3 separate regions of the Sus scrofa genome follow, and regions 1 and 3 are each linked to region 2. The links are chromatin contacts, called in public Hi-C and HiChIP or PLAC-seq maps. All regions are on one chromosome and are shown on one strand. Each heading gives the region's core, a stretch centred on a gene start, on an enhancer-like site or on the middle of the called end of the contact. The rest is flanking DNA. Distances are from core to core; before and after follow the strand shown.

Region 1 (2,700 bases), core at 184-2,683, 170 kb before region 2:
CTGCTGTCTTAATGCTGGAGGCACTCTGAGCTTTCAGATGCTCCAGAGTTAACCCTGGAAGGGTTAGTTACAGCCCTGAATCCTAGACTCCCCCCAGAACCCTAGGGAAATATATGTGACCCGAAAGCCCTTTACAGCTCTGAGAAAGCCGTGATGAACCATCTGTGAAGAGAAGTCTGATTTAGGGGAGATGTCACTGATCACCAGCAGGGCGGCGCCATCCTCCTCACCAGCTCCCTGCCTCTATGCCCAAACACTCCCTGGACAGTACTCCCCCTGGCCTCTCTACCCATCCTAGGCTCTTCTTCTGTAGCATCTACTGAAGGTTTTAGGCTGAATAGACCACCCTTATTCCTCTGATTTGCTGTGGTTCCCCAGGGACTGTACCGAAGTGGGAACACAGTACCATTGTGCAATGCATCGGAAACAGCATTACGCATCTCCTCATGGCTTTTCTGTCCACCAGGGCTCAGCTGAGTGGGGTCTTCACTTCCCAGAGGGACCCGTTCTTTTCCTCCTGGGCATCGTTTTCCCTTTGGGAGACTGACTTTGGTTTCCGAAGTTTACAATCACTGAAAATCCAAAAGAATTTTTTTTTTTAATTTCCTAAGATGGGGAATTTATCTTTAAGATGTTTTAAAATGATTTTTATTTTTTCCATTATAGCTGGCTTACAGTGTTCTGTCAATTTTCTACTATACAGCAAAGTGACCCAGTCACACATATATAGAGAGAGAATTTTTTTTTTAGAGAGAAGGGAAAAACCCCTTCTCCTCTATAAGTCACCTATGCCAGGCTCTTGGCCAACTGGAAAGACAGAGGGCAGCTCAGCCCAACTTCCCCTGAGCTCAAGGAGAGCCCATCTGACTTTCTGGGCGCCTGGGTGGTCTCCCTAGCTCTGCCAAGCAAAGGAAAACTGGGCTTCCCCAGGGCCAGTACCTTGGCCTAGAGTCCACTTCTTTTAGTTTCTTTTGGTACCTTCGACCTTTTGGCTCAACACGCGGATTAAGAAGAGGGGCCTAAGGAATAAACTCTCTCCAGCCGCCACTCGGATTAGTCTGGAATTAGGCCACTGCTGTCAATTTTATTTGGTGATCCCAGTTGGCTCTCCAAATTATACCTGTAATTTGGTGCACTCCATGTATTACAGTCTGTCAGAGAAATCCTATAATTATTTTTTAAGTGACAAAATTTTAAGGAATAGCTCAATAAATGGAGCTAAATTTAGAGCACCATCTCTGTACAATGGAACGTGGCGGGAGTCAGAGATATGATCAGTGGCTGGTAGAAGAAGAATTTTGTTACCATCCAAAAGGTGGCAGCAAAAATTACCTCAATTAACTTAACAAGAAGCCCGTCCTCCTCTGCCAGCCTGCCCAGGAGCCCTGGCACACACCTTGTCCCTTCCCTGCCAGGATTCCGTGCCTTCCTCACCGAGCTGTCCCCGGCGCCATCTGCTGCTCCCGTCTGGGGCCGATGCCCAGGCCCCAGTTGTGTCCTGCCTCCTCCCTGAGATCCTGCAGCTCAGCATTCCAGAAGGAGCAGGGTCAGGAGTTCACGCCTCAAAGAAATCTCAGCACAGATCAATGTTTTATGGGGAAGCCAGAGAGAGGAGCAAGGGCCTGCCTCCTCCCTGTACAGACGGCACAGAAAATGCGATTTTTCCCCAAACCCCAGAAGGGAAGGTCTCAGGAGAATCTGCATACGTACCTCCTCTATCTATCCATCCAAGCTTTTATTTTTGAGAACCTGCTCTGTGCTGGATGTTCGTGAATGACTTAGATGCACAAATAGATCGATTCAGTATTTATTTAGCCCTTCCTGTGGGTTACACATCCTTCTAGGTTCCCGGTTTCCAGCAGTGAACAAAGCAGAAGGCCCTGTCTGCACGTAGCTCCATTCTAATGGGGTAAGTCTGTCAGCAGGCTACATGGGGAGAGTATGTGCTTGGTTTGATGGTAGTAAGTGCTAAGGTGAAAGATAAAGTGGGATAAAGGAGGCAAAGAGTGACAGGGGCTGTGACAGCTTCAGACAGGGCAGCCAGAGAGGACCTTGCTGAGAAAGCCACATCTGGGTGGGAACCGAGGGAGGCCAGGCAGACCCTGATGCTTCATGGAGGACACAAGTTGCAAGCAGAGGGAATAAACAACAGGCTGAAAGACCTGGGTGGGAAATGTTAAGAGGGCTGAGTGAATGTTAGGGGTCCCTGTTTGAGAGGGCCAGGAGGTACTGAAGAAGGGACATGTGGGGTTCCTATCGTGGCTCAGCAGAAGTGACTCTGACTAGCATCCATGAGGACGAAGGTTTGATCCCTGGCCTCTCAGTGGGTTAAGGATCTGGTGTTGCCATGAGCTGTGGTGTAGGTTGCAGACACGGCTCGGATCTGGCGTTGCTGAGGCTGTGGTGTAGGCCAGCAGCTATAGCTCCGATTTGACCCCTAGCCTGGGAACCTCCATATGCCGCAGGTGCAGCCCTAAAAAGACAAAAAAAAAAAAAAAAAAAAAAAAGGGACACATTTTTAAAAAAGGATGGACTAGGAGTTTGGGGTTAATAGATGCAAACTATTCCATTTAGAATGGATAATCAATGAGGTCCTGCTGTACAGCACAGGGAACTATATCCAGTCTCCTGGGAAAGACCATGATGGAAGATGATATAAGAAAGGGAATGTATATATATATGTGTGTGACTGGGTCACTT
Region 2 (2,700 bases), core at 104-2,603:
CCGTAGTTAAAAGCATGGGCTCAGAGCCCACTTGCCAGAGTTGGTATCCACTTACTATTTGGTCTTGGTAAACTGCATAACCTCTCTATGCCTCCATTTCCTCACCTGTAAAAAGTGGTTAAAAAACCAAACTGGTAGTACTATTTCATAAGATTACAGTAAGGATTAAATGAGGTAATATACAAAGATCCTTCGGGCACGTAGTCTGTGGCCAATAATTCTTAGCTACTGTTTTCATGGACTTCTCTGTCCTCCAGAAATGCCAGTATCATGTTTCTGGACCATCCCAGAGAGGTGTGTAGGCAGCATTGCACAATGGAAAGCCAGCTCCCTGACAGGCATTCACATCCCTGTATGAACACCTAACACAGATGTGACCACATGCCAGTTACTTAACCTGTCTGAGCCTCCACTGTCTCATCTGCTAATTAGGAACAACAATGAAATGGGATCCACGGAACAATAATGGTGAAGATGACATGAGAGAATAGGTCATCTGGCCCTTAGAGAATACAGTGCCTGGTTTCCCTGGAGTACCATTTGTATTTCCTCTTCCCCTCTCCCATCAGCACACATTAGCTGGGGGGTAAGCTGGAGTCCGTGCCTTCTAAGTGAAGCAGAGGCAAAGGGAAACTAGCATGACAGGACTGTTGACTATTTTAGGAGACATCTGTTTTCTTACCAAATCTTAACCACGTCTTTAATCATCACTAAAATCCATTCTCCATAAGCCATAGCAAGCCATCTGGGCCAGTGGCTCTGAGAGGGATTATTCCATGAAGAACATAGTGGTTTCCTTCCACAATGATACATCCTCACAAGGTTAGAGGACATTGCCCGAATATCCTCAACTTCCTTTAAAAGCCTACAATGCATTTGTCATTCATGGGTGAGTCATCCATGGTGTCCTGGAAAGGGCTGGTCAGAAGACAAGGTTTGGGACTTTGTCCTGGCTTTCAACCAGCTGGGACTTTGGGGAAGTCACCTGATCTCTGTGGGTCAGAGAGAGCATTTCTGCTCCAGGGAGTTGTGATAGAGAACAAATTTACATAATGTATACTGAAAGCCCTTGGTCTAAAAAAGTTTTGCAAATCAGTGAAAGGCAGAGATTTATCTCAACTTGACTTGCACGCTTTTGTGCCTTGGTAGTGTATTTTGGAAGTCTGCTCTGAGATAAGCGGACTCTGGCTTTAGGTTAGCTTTGTCATCTCATCTCCTACCTTTTTCTCCAGTTCCAGAGTTAGGAACAGGAGATCGAGACCTCTGACTTTGAGAGCAGGAATAGGATGAGGCAAAATGGCAAGAAGCCTGGGGCCAGGGTGACTCATGACTGTGGAATTCATGAACGGGTGGAATGCTCTCTGCATTTCTCTTCCATGTCAAGTCCCTGGGTGAGCAAGGCACAGATGACACATGGAGGAAACAGGCATACTGCTTTGCAGACCAAATTTTTATGTGTGCATAATACATACACTCACATAAACATACACACACGTACATGTGGGTGGTGTGTGTGCTCACACCTGCGCACCTGCAGCCAGATAGGAAGGCCAAATCGAAGCAAATTATTCCTCTATTAAGTTATGTAAAACCAGAAGCCTATGTTGAAGAAAAGGGGTGTTTTAGAAAGTACAGCACTTCTTCAGTTGTCTTTTTCTTCACTGCCTCAGAGTCTGGCAAATTAAACCCCATAAATCCTTTGATATGATTAAAATTTTTGAGAAAAAAAAGGTGAGGTGAAAAGGAAGAGAACTCCTTTGACAAGCCATTAAAATTCTCAAACACTGTGAGCCTTTTACAGGGTGGGACGTGGGGATGTGCGGGTCGGGTGAGAAGCTTAATAATGCCAGAATGTTTTTTTAATAAAAAAAGTACAAAGATGGTCTAAACGCTACAGCAAATAAAGCCTGTATGACACACTCACGTATCAAGCTAACAAATCTTTTGTCCAAATCACACTTTTGCTAAATAGACGCCAGGATTCTTCTAGAACAACAGAAAAGGACCTCCAAGGGGACATTCCAAATACCTTGTGTGTAGATTTTCTCACACAGCTGTAGTTATTACAACTCTATTAAACCAGCTGCTAATAATTTTCCAACGGTCCATTCGTTCTACCAATGACCTTGGGCCACCACCAATTTCAGACCTCATCTTCATGTCTTAATCAACAGCCTCAAGTGGAATCCCCTCCTCTCTCAACAGAGAAACACATTTTGAAGAAAGATTGTTGATCGCATAGCTTCCTCGTCATCAGGGAATTTGTATAATGTGGAATTTAACCTACAAACCCCAATCTTCCTGAAAGGAAAATGATGCCTCTGAGATTTCCTTCTCTACAGCAAGGTGAAAACTTAACTTTTTTTTTTTTTTTTAATCTCCATTTTTTCCTTGTTTAACAGAACAGAATGCATGGGTGAGTCTGTCAGGGCTCTGGAAAACTCTCCTGAAGTGCTTGATCAACAATGGGAACTCATCCAGGGCAAAAAAAAAAAAAAAGCCATGAAAATACATCCTAAGCCACTTCAGATTTGTGTACGAAAACATCACCTTCCCTATAATCAAGGGCGTGGCGAGGAAAAGAACTTACACAAGGGATTTCATTTTCAGATGTGATATATTAATGAGACTGAAGATGATTCTCAGAGAAATCAACACCATGAAAACAAGAGTGCCAAGACGGAAAGGAATGTCCTTTTC
Region 3 (2,700 bases), core at 33-2,532, 140 kb after region 2:
CATTTCCTCTCTTCTAGAAGCACATGCCAGCACAGTCAATATCTGGAAACCCGCTGCTTCACAGTAGGGCTGAGAACTAAACTGGTACTTTACTAGAAAATGGTAATAAAGCAATTTAAATGGCTTTTCATCCTCCTTGCTCTTAACAGCTTTTAGGTTCATACGAGACCAATCAATTAATCCTGCTTCAGAGCTGCAGGAATGGGGTGTTTTCCAGCCCCTGAACAGGAGATGGGCCCCTAAGAGCACTACCCCATGAGGACCACCCCGAGTCTGGCGTCCATCCGGGGCAGTGGTGAGTGGAGATGCCTGGCTGGACAAAATCATATTCCTGAAACCTGGCTAGCTTCCCAGGTGCTCATGAATCGCCTCTGCCCCAAAGGTGAACCATGACTGTGATTCTGCTTTGCATACTCCACTCCTCACCTGCTCATTTCCTTCAATGCCCGTTTTCTGTCTGGGAGGGTTAATCAGGCAGGAGTGATGATTCACCTTGATGGAAACGGATGCACACATATAAAGGAGTTGCCTTTTCTTTCCTGACCAAGAGCAGGGTACTCCGTTTGAAAGCTTCTTCCCTCACCTTGAGGAATTTCTCACTTATCCCAGCATCCCCAGGGCTGTGCCTGGCACACGCTCTCAGAGAATAATGGAGGATGTGAATTAAAACAGAAATGAAGTGGAAACTTTGGAAGAGGGGAGGTTAGGGCAGGATTTTTTCATTTCTCTTCAGGACCAAGTGTTACGTGTTATTCCTTTAGGAATTAATTTTTTTAAAAAATCATAGGACCGAAAGGTAAATGATTAACCTGCAAGTAGAAAGTAACAGATTGAAAATGATCAATGCAAGGAGATGGTCTCAGTGGTTCTCCTGCTGACAAATTGGTGATGAAGTGATGTTTTTCCCTCATCGTGGAATCAGTGTGGGGTGTTTCTCCATCTCAGCACAGATTTTGCCAGAAGTTGTCTCGAGACCTCAAGCACAACTTGTTTAGACATTTTCCAGTTGTATTTTTTTTTCTAGCCTTGTTAAAAATATTGACTTTGACAGCTTTAAAATGATGGCCTCAAAATTGGAATAATTTACATTCTGGAATTAAGATAATTCAGGCATTTCTGCTGGCAACGACAGAGTGTAGGAGCCAGTTATAGAAATCCCAGATTGGAGGGAGACGGAGCCATTAGCATAGATTGGTCTGCTGTGGGTATTCAGAGCAGTCACCTTCCCATGTAAATGGATCTTTATGTCTCTCCCAGGCAGGCCCAGATTCTGAGCTATTTTCGGAGCTCCTCTTGGATCAGGTGATGGAGAGGAGGGTGGGCGAGGGCCGCGGACTCGGGCTACACTCCTGTTGCTGGCTCCTTGGTGTTCTGCAAGAGACACAGAAGGCCTGAGGAAAAATTCTAGCCACTGTCTGGCCACTGTGTGTTTACCCTAGACGTTCTCCCCTTTAAATCCTGGGTCTCAGTCCCAGGGAGTCAACATAGAAGGCATTCAGAACGGCTCAGTGGTCCTGGACCTGGCCCAGAGCTCTCTGCCAGATTCCAAACACACCTGCTAAACAGATTCCTTTCTCCCAGCACTCTGCTGACATTTTCAGCTGGAACCAAAGCTCTCTCTTGGTCCCTAGCATTCCTCTGACTGCTAACTGGATCATCTGTCCACTCCTTTTCTTCAGAGCTGCTTCTTACTTCTGGCTGGAAAGACCTGAATCAAAAGCCAACCTGATTCATACCCCAGGCTCTGGCTCAGAAATGAGCAAGTGGTAATCAGGTTCCTGTAGGAAAAAGGAAAGCAGAATCTTCCCATTTAGAGTTCTTCCTCCTCCTCCTCCTACTTCTCTCCAAATTGCTCTGAGATGTCATCCAAGATGTCATCTGTATTTGATGTATGGAATTTGCCCAAGGATACCTGCCTGGTGACTGGGTCAGATGGACCCCAAGCCTGTGGTTGGGATACATCCCCTGTCACCTCTAGCAAAGATGTAGAAAACTGAGTCATTCTTTTCCATGGAATCCAGCAGGTGTAAGAGACATGAGAGATGACGAGGGCGTATCTCAAATATGTGGCTTATAAGTGGGTTTAAATTCAATCAGTCACAGCATCATTGGCCTTTGGAATTTTATGACTGGAAGGGACATTAAAAGCCATTGAATTCAGCACTTTAACAAGTACCCAATGCCTGAAACCCTTATATATGTGTGTGTGTATCTATCTATCTATCTATCTATCTATCTATCTATCTATCTATCTATCTATATAGATAGATATATAGCAAGTAGTTCTTAACTGGGAAGGATGATTTTTGACCCACAGGGGACATTTGGCAATGTCTAAAAACATTTTTAGTTCTCACACCTTGGGTAGTAGAAGCCAAGGATGCTGCTAAACACCCTCCAATGCTCAGACCAGTCACCCCTCCTTAGCGCGACAAAAAAATTATCTGGCTCAAAGTGTCAGTCACGCCAAGATTGAGAAATCCTGATGGATGGAAAGTCAAGATGATGGAAACACAGTTATCCGAGATAATCTGGACCAAGTTCCTCCTTGTTACAGACAGGAAGAAGAGGCCCAGAATGGCGATGTCACTCACTCTTGACTGCACAGCAACATTTTGGTAGAACTGGATCTACACTCCATTTGATACTGGCACAAAAAATAGCTATATAGTATTAACATGAAAAACTGTTTATAAATGT

What was found. Hi-C and Micro-C count contacts between places; a contact is called where the count stands out from the background. HiChIP or PLAC-seq counts read pairs in DNA pulled down with a chosen protein or histone mark.
Region 1: a contact with region 2 is called in a Hi-C map of skeletal muscle, with 3 times the contacts expected there. The contact joins two enhancer-like sites. A contact is called at or near these places in 1 of 47 Hi-C or Micro-C datasets (skeletal muscle) and 1 of 2 datasets of contacts at active chromatin or transcription factors (skeletal muscle).
Region 3: an H3K27ac HiChIP or PLAC-seq map of skeletal muscle shows a contact between it and region 2. The contact joins two enhancer-like sites. A contact is called at or near these places in 1 of 47 Hi-C or Micro-C datasets (skeletal muscle) and 1 of 2 datasets of contacts at active chromatin or transcription factors (skeletal muscle).

The regions. Positions count from the first base shown.
Region 1 is chr1:248,233,209-248,235,908 of Sscrofa11.1, reverse strand. No RefSeq gene overlaps it. Among named protein-coding and RNA genes, the nearest start is that of ZNF462, 210 kb to the right of the region's middle. Within about 2 kb of position 1,433, at least 3 of the 83 cell types and tissues checked have an H3K27ac peak or open chromatin away from gene starts, as enhancers often do. A contact at or near this core is called in skeletal muscle, where this site is marked.
Region 2 is chr1:248,064,459-248,067,158 of Sscrofa11.1, reverse strand. The region is part of intron 1 of ZNF462 (zinc finger protein 462); the gene reads right to left. Among named protein-coding and RNA genes, the nearest start is that of ZNF462, 37 kb to the right of the region's middle. Within about 2 kb of position 1,353, at least 27 of the 83 cell types and tissues checked have an H3K27ac peak or open chromatin away from gene starts, as enhancers often do. A contact at or near this core is called in skeletal muscle, where this site is marked.
Region 3 is chr1:247,919,468-247,922,167 of Sscrofa11.1, reverse strand. No RefSeq gene overlaps it. Among named protein-coding and RNA genes, the nearest start is that of ZNF462, 110 kb to the left of the region's middle. Within about 2 kb of position 1,282, at least 6 of the 83 cell types and tissues checked have an H3K27ac peak or open chromatin away from gene starts, as enhancers often do. A contact at or near this core is called in skeletal muscle, where this site is marked.